Linked DNA regions of Mus musculus: region 2 is linked to region 1. A link is a contact called in public Micro-C data. All regions are on one chromosome and are shown on one strand. Each heading gives the region's core, a stretch centred on a gene start, on an enhancer-like site or on the middle of the called end of the contact. The rest is flanking DNA. Distances are from core to core; before and after follow the strand shown. Region 1 holds the start of Dynll2 (dynein light chain LC8-type 2). Region 2 holds the start of Supt4a (SPT4A, DSIF elongation factor subunit).

Region 1 (3,662 bases), core at 453-2,952:
TCATTTGAGTGTTGGCTTGTATCAAGACACATCAGGAAGGAAGCAAGTAGAGTGTGTGCTTCCACTTGTTCCCTCCGTTAGATGTCCTTGGGCAATGGACATCTTGTATACAATCTTATATCGTAGTTGTGACCTTCAGATCTTAGAAGCTAATGAAGGCTGGGGAAAGAGGATATTAGCTCTTTCTCCAAGAACTTCCTAAGAGTTTTCTCCACAAGAACTCTACAATCTGTCCTCTCACCCCTCCCCACATGTGCCCCACCCCTCATTCATTAACACAGGCTGACATCAGAATACCCCCTGGATGAAGGGATACCCCAGGCCTAGCTTGGCTGAGTCCCTTACTGGAAAAAGACAGAGCTATGGAATGGAGAAGCCTGAGGGGACAGTTTTCCAAGTTGTCCTGGACACATAATGAACACTAAATTATGATACTCCCAAACAGGGCAGGCTAAGGCCAGGACTAGTCTGACTTCTCATGGTTTAGGTGAGGGGAGAGAAAGAGGTGAACACAGGAGCTATGCTAGGCAATTTCCTAACGTCCACCGAGGCCAGAATATTTGACCTCCCACTGAAGATTTTAGATAGCCCCTTTGTGAATGAAAGCTTAGGAAGAAAAATCCCGATGTTTTTTCTGTAACACCACACACACACACACACACACACACACACACACACACACACACACACACACACACACACCAATGTTTGCTTCCTGAACTTTAAAGGCTGCCATCCATGTGTGGTCTAAAGGAGCTGACCTGGCAAGGGGTCTGAATCTGTGTTTGTCTACACTTTGTTTTTTGTCTTGTTGAGACAGGGTTTCTCTGTGTAGCCCTGGCTGTCCTGGAACTCACTCTGTAGACCGGGCTGCTGTCTCAGAGATCTGCCTGCCTCAGTCTTCCAAGTGCTGAGATTAAAGGAGTGTGACACCTCCCCCCAGTGTGTTGTCTATATTTGAGGGCTATGGGTGAAGTCGTTTTTTAAAAGATACCTCACAGCTCATACAGGAGTCCCCGAGAAATGGTTCGCACCTCTATCCCCCAAAGGCCATACCCGAACGGTAGAGGCTGTACCTCCGGTATTTTTGATGATAGTGTACTTAGGGTTCCAGCTATGGATAGGCAGAAAGGTCTCAAGATTCGTGAACAAAGGTTGAGTTAGAAGCAAAAGCGAATGTGAAAGCAGGGGCGCGGGGGGGGGGGGGTCTTGAGGACTGTTGCCTTTATTTCACCATGGGGCTTGACAGTTCTCTCAAGTGTCGCCAGCCTAGGGAAATGAATTTTCCTCTGTCCCTGGTGATTTCTAATACCCTATCCTGCCTCTTTCCAAAGTTGGGACCCTTCTCTCCTGAGTCTGAAATCTCCATCCCTCCATTCTTTTTTCCTTGGCACTGGACTCTCCACGCCTCTCTCCCTTTTCCTTTCTGGGCGGAATGTATTCCTCCCGAGTCAGGCCTCTCCGGGCCTGGGCAGACAGGGTATGCGTCCTCTTTTCTCCTCCTAAGGCCACGGCTCCCTCCCCCCACCTTCTCCAGCTCCCCTTCCCCACCCCCTCCTCCGCCCCGAGGCATTGTGGGACGAAACAAGATGTGGAGCGAGAGCGGCGCGGGGAGAAGCCCGCAGTGCGGGGCCGGGCGGGCGCAGCCAATGGGGAGCGCGGACGGCGGCGCGCGCGGCAGGGGGGCGGGGGCGGGGCTCTATTTCAGGGCCGCGCGTCGGCCGCGCTCAGCGGCGGAGCGGAGCGGACGGCGAGGTATCAGCCGAGACAGGCGGTCGGCCGGGTGGCACGAGGCGGAGCGCGGGCGTCCGGGGAAGCTCGGAGGGCGACCAGCAGTGCGAGCGCTCGGCCCCGGGGCTGCGGGAGCAGGGGGATACCGCGGCGGCAGCGGCTGCTGCTGCAGGACGAGCCCAGGGGACACCGCCCCTGCTCGAGCTTTGCTTCAGCCCAGCGCTGCTCCCCAGGGGCCTGTGCGGACTCGCCTGCGTGACGGTGAGCTGGGGCCCCGGGGGGCAGCCCTCGCTCGACTCGGCCCAGGCTCTGGAGACCCTCGTGCCCTGGCTGGAGGCCCCGCAGCCCCGGGGAGGGGAGCCAGCCGTGGTGCACGGAGGCCTCTCCGGTCCGGGGAGCGCGGGCAGCCAGTGCGGGTTCGGGCTCGACGCGGCTCCTCCCGCCGCCACCCTTCGGGGCGTCCTTCCTGCAGCGAGGTCGCCGGGTCACTCCGGCGCCTCTCCAGGCCTGGCGGGGGAGGGCGGAGGACCGGCTTGCGGCCTGCGGATCCGGAGGGCGGCGGGGAGGTGGATGCTTTCTCATTTCCCAGGTGCTGCCCTTCGGGGGTCCCTGCCCGCTAGAGGAAAAGATGGTGGGGGCGGTGTTTTGGGACGAGGGGTTACGGTCCCTTTGGAAATCCGAAACGAGGCAATAACGTTTGTACGTGTTAAAGAATGGTGCAGGGCGGTCCGTGTCATTTGGAGGCTTAGCCCCCCCCCCCTTTTTTTTCTTTTTTTGTCGCAAGACCAGGGACAGAGGTTGAGAACTGTCCTGGAGTGCTCCTTTTGCGTTTTTCACAGGAGCTCCTGGCTCGTGACTCAGGAAGCTGGCTTGGGGCCCTTTGGCCATCCTTTTATCTGGAGGCCCAGCTCCGCCCCCTCCCCCCACCTCCCTAGGAAAGGATCGCTGGGCGTCTGGCTCCCTAGCCTTTTCTCACTGGTACCTTGGATAGGGGTTGCCAGGGCTGGGCCTCACCTTTCTGCGACGCCTGAGGGGCCAAGGGTGAAGAATCGTGGCATTGTAGTCACAAGACCAGCATTATGTAATCGTAGGCTCTCTCTGTTAGAGAGTAAGATAGCTTTTAATTACTGTGACAAAGTTGATCCTTCGGACTTTGGGGAGGAGGCGGTGAAGCAGGTGAGCTTTTTTGGCAAAATGGTGCCAGTTTCATACTTCGTTGTCTGTAGCCAGGCTCCACCCCCAACCTCTGGATTTGTAAACACTGCCCCCTTCTGAGTGGGAACCTGGAATAGGCCACCAGGTGACATTGTTTTTTTTTTTTTTTTTTTCTTCTAGAAAGGTCTCATCACATCAGCCTTTTTCTCTTCCCAAGCCTCGTGGAGGTTGTTCCTTTTCTCTCATTTCAGCCATTATTTTTTAAACATGATTGGCTGCCCAAGGTCACAGAGCTAGTCGGCCTTGAATAGGCATCACTCGACCTTTCCTTCAACACCACAGACTCCTTGGCTCCATATTTTCTCTGGGGTAGGGGGCATCTTAGCTAAACACTGGCCAGTGTCGCTTCCGTGGAAGAAGCTTTGCTTCATTTGACAGTGTCAGACCAAGGTGCCTGGCCTGGAAGTTGTCACAAATACATTGTGTGTGTTAGACGGACTGGGTTCTTTTCATCTCCGTGGGTAGTGTGCACATAGATAAGGAGCAGCTTGGAATGATCCCAGCAGTCTTGCCTTGAGCAGTCAGAAACCCGTCCGTCCCCATTGGGCTGGGGACAACCAGTGTTGCTTTTGGAGCTGAGGTGAGGGGGATCAGTACTGCCGTGAGTGATGAGAGCGGGCAGGGGTGGGTTTCTGTAGCTTGTTTCTTTGGATGTAAGGTAGCTCACATGACTGTAGGCTGCAGAAGGGTCCATGTGGGTCAGTCTCCGAAGTCAG
Region 2 (3,662 bases), core at 748-3,247, 250 kb after region 1:
CAACATTAAAGATCTACACCTCGTACATCCCGTGTCAGGCATTAGGACATAACATAAACATAGTCTCAGCGATAATGGAGCAGACAAGAGTTGTGAAGCATTGTTAAATAGGACTACAGAAGAAGTACACACATTAAAAAAGTTCTCTTAAGCAGGGTGGTGGTGGCGCACACCTTTAATCCCAGCACTTGGGAGGCAGAGGCAGGCGGATTTCTAAGTTTGAGGCCAGCCTGGTCTACAAAGTGAGTTCCAGGCCAGCCAGGGCTACACAGAGAAACCCTGTCTCGAGGTAAAAAAAAAAAAAAAGTCCTCTTAGCCACTACTTAAAACAATAAAGATGAAAATAACTTCAATATTTATTTTTTAATTTTTTTTTTGGTTTGAAATCCACCTGTCTCTGCCTCCCAAGTGCTGGGATTAAAGGCGTACGACACCACTTCCCTGCTTCAATATTTATTTTAATCAAATAACCCTAAAACATTGTTTCAATATTTAACTAATCTTTTAAAAATTCAGATCATTTGACATCCTTTTTCCTCACCCTGAATCTTTGTTTGCTGGTATGTATTTGACACTTAAGCATATTCGAATTTGAACTAGCCACATGTCAAGTACTCAGTAGCTACTGAAAGAAAGATGAAATTTCAAGACCTGTAAGTCATATAAAGTACTCAGAAATTGCTGGTTGTTTGTGAGCCTAGAGGCTGCCTGGGGCTGAGAAAAGAGAAAAACAAACCTGGGTATGCCCCATAGTTAAAACATTCCTGGGAACATCTTGACCATAAGATAAAGGGGAATGTGAGGACATAACAGGGCTATCTGAACTGAGTCAACTACTCACAGAACTCTGACACCCTGCACGTACATGTAATCTTTCTGTTAATGTTTGAATAAGCCAATAGTGTGTCGCTATGCTCAATTCCACACCCCTAAGCCCCTTACCCCATAAAACCCCCAAGCTTTCGAGCCTCGTGGCCGGCATCCGTTATCTCCTGTGTGGGATACATGTCGGTCCGGAGCTCCGTAATTAAACGTCCTCATGTAATTACAGCAAGATGGGTCCTCGTGTTTCTTTGGGTGCTCTCACACTCCTGAGACTAGAGCGGGGGTCCCCGAAAGGGGGTCTTACACTACAAAAGTTTACAGCTACTGGGCTGGACACATAGACTAGCTCTCAGAACTGCTGAGACCAGCTAGTCTTATGACCTCAAAAATCTATCCCATATTAACTTTCTGGGTGCAGAAGTAAACAAAGGCGCGTGAAAGGGGCTTACCCATCAAATGAAGAGCTGGTGCAGTCATAAACCATCTCTCTGTTGCCCTTCATTTGTAGGTATGCATCGCAATTGTCACACCCATCATATTCGAACTGGTCTATAGTCTGGAAAGAAAAAAAAAAAGCAAGTATGAGCATGAACAACGCCTTAATATTTCAACAAAGCCAACCTCTTCGTTTTCTATACAACCCAACACCCTCTCCTCTCCAAACTGTTCCTAAACTCCACCCTCATACCTTTTTGCTCGCGTCCCTAATTCAGCTTACATATTTTCTAGCCTCTTTGGGGTCAGGTACCCTCTCCTGCTACTCTCTCGGCTGCTCTGGCTCCTAGTGTCTTTCCAGTCCACCACAGCAAGTTCACCGAACGTCTGTCGGGGAGACAAACTTGTGCTCAGTTATGCCGAGAACTGCAACGCAGCCCCCAGTAGGCACAGCCACCCGGCTCGCGTTCCGTGGACGGAAACAACGGCTCCCTTAGGCTTTCGGGCTTCCCACTCCCCGAATCTCAGAGCCTTCCTTTCCTGTGTCTGGCCCCATTTCACCCTCTTTCTCCCGTTTCGCCTCCCCGATCGCTCCTACAACCAAGGCCCCAACGGACACCTTGACTAACGAGCACAGCAAACAAGCCCGCAGATGCCGCAGGTCCTTTGGTACCGTCTCCAGGGCCATCCTCACCGATACGACAACACAGGTTCCTCCAGCCGCAGGAAGTAAACAGACCATTACCCAGAATGCCAGACGCGTCGGGCACGCAGCTTCCGCTTCCGGTGCCGGCCATCGCAGGCCCCGCCCCTCCCTCCCCGTGGAGAAGATGGTTCCTCCCGCGGGAGCGCTGGGCGGGGCCGCCCGGTCACCTGGGCCGCGCGCGCGCCCGTCACCTGGTTCGCGAGAGCGAGCGGAAGACGGCGCGCGCGCTGGGAGCTGATGCGCCCGTAGGGGCGGGGCAGCTGGGGGAGGTTGGAGCATGCGCAGGAAGCGTGGAGCGGGGCGACTGGCGGGACTGCGCCTCGCGACGCGGGCCTTTTGATGGAGCCCAAAATGCTCTGGCCTGAGTGCTCTTCAGACTCCCGAGGAAAACCTAGATTGTTTTGTCTGCTTGTTTTATTTTGTTTGCTCATTTATTGAGACAATGCTAATTCCTAAGTTGGCCTCTGAGTACGGGACGGTGATCTTGAACTCCTGATCTTCCTGCCTTCACTTTCGGAGTTCTGGGATTATGGGCGCGCACCACCACGCCCGGGTATTTGACTTTTTGACACAAGCCCCTCGTCTCAGTGTCCGGAATGCTCAGAATACAAGCCCGCCGCTTCGCGCTAGGTTGTTTTAAGGCTCGAGGCAATGAGTCTTGCCTTTCTGGACGCCTGCAGAGACAAAAACCCGACGAGGCCCCACCCCTTCTTGTAACTGGGAGAGCGTGATAGGGTTTCGTTTGCGGTCCCCAGGAATGCTAGCTTGAGCCGTGCCGACGGGGAAAGGGGAGGCGTGTTGGATAGAGGGAAACGCGTATTTAATTCCTCCTAAAAGCCTCTCGATTGCGCGCCTGGCTCATAATTTACGCTTTGTAAAACTCTCGGCACATTTAGACATAATTCCATGGGAACATCTGTGGATTAGGTATCTCACTTCTCATACTCTAACCCCACCCCAGCTGCCAATGTGCTTACTGTGTAGGACACAAAATTCCTCCTTGTCTCCTTAAATGGCACCGAGATAATATCCTGAGCAAACCATACAGAAATACGAGGTCTGGTGCGGTGTGAACAGAGCAAAGGCTCTTGGAATGTAGGCAAAAGCCTGGTCATTTGTGTTTATCTGAATTGGAGCGCTGGGATATAAATAGTTGCAATCCCGCTGTTCTGTCCTTCCAGCCCTTCTCATTGAAACTGAGGGACAGCAAGACTGATTCTAGGCTTTATCCCAAACTGCATCCACATGGGGTTCAGTGACTGGGTTTTAGATACTTTCTAGCACCGGGAAATCTCTTTTCAGTTTGGAATACATTTTCACTGTGCTATCTCATGTAAGCCTTCTATCATCTCTGAAGGAGGATCATTTTATTTATGGTAAAAGGCAGGTATCCTGCTGAGGAGCTGGCTCAGGACCCACCACATATAAGTGGGATTTGATGGTCTGCTACTCTAACCATAGCACTGGGGGCCAGAGATAGGCAGATCCCAGGGACTCCAGGCAAGTTCAAGTGAGAGGCCCTTGTTGTTTGTATGTTTGTTTGTTTGTTTGTTTTGAAAGTCTTTATTCTGTAGCTCGGGCTGTCCTGGCACTTGCTGTATCGATTAGGCTGCCCTCACACTCCTGTGAGTGCATGCACGTGTATGCACACATTCCAAGGTTCAGTATTTGCTTACAATATTGTAAGGTCACAAAG

What was found. Hi-C and Micro-C count contacts between places; a contact is called where the count stands out from the background.
Region 2: a Micro-C map of embryonic stem cells shows a contact between it and region 1, with 4 times the contacts expected there. The contact joins the promoter of Supt4a here to the promoter of Dynll2 in region 1. A contact is called at or near these places in 2 of 39 promoter capture datasets (cranial neural crest and embryonic stem cells), 2 of 484 Hi-C or Micro-C datasets (both in embryonic stem cells), 1 of 115 datasets of contacts at active chromatin or transcription factors (bone marrow-derived macrophages) and 2 of 9 other capture datasets (adipose tissue and pancreatic islet).

The regions. Positions count from the first base shown.
Region 1 is chr11:87,985,573-87,989,234 of GRCm38.p6, reverse strand. It overlaps Dynll2 (dynein light chain LC8-type 2), which reads left to right and starts at 1,702. Exons shown (of 3, transcript NM_026556.4): 1 at 1,702-1,992.
Region 2 is chr11:87,735,886-87,739,547 of GRCm38.p6, reverse strand. Supt4a (SPT4A, DSIF elongation factor subunit) reads right to left here and starts at 1,997. Exons shown (of 5, transcript NM_009296.2): 1 at 1,880-1,997; 2 at 1,275-1,381. The coding sequence starts at 1,948.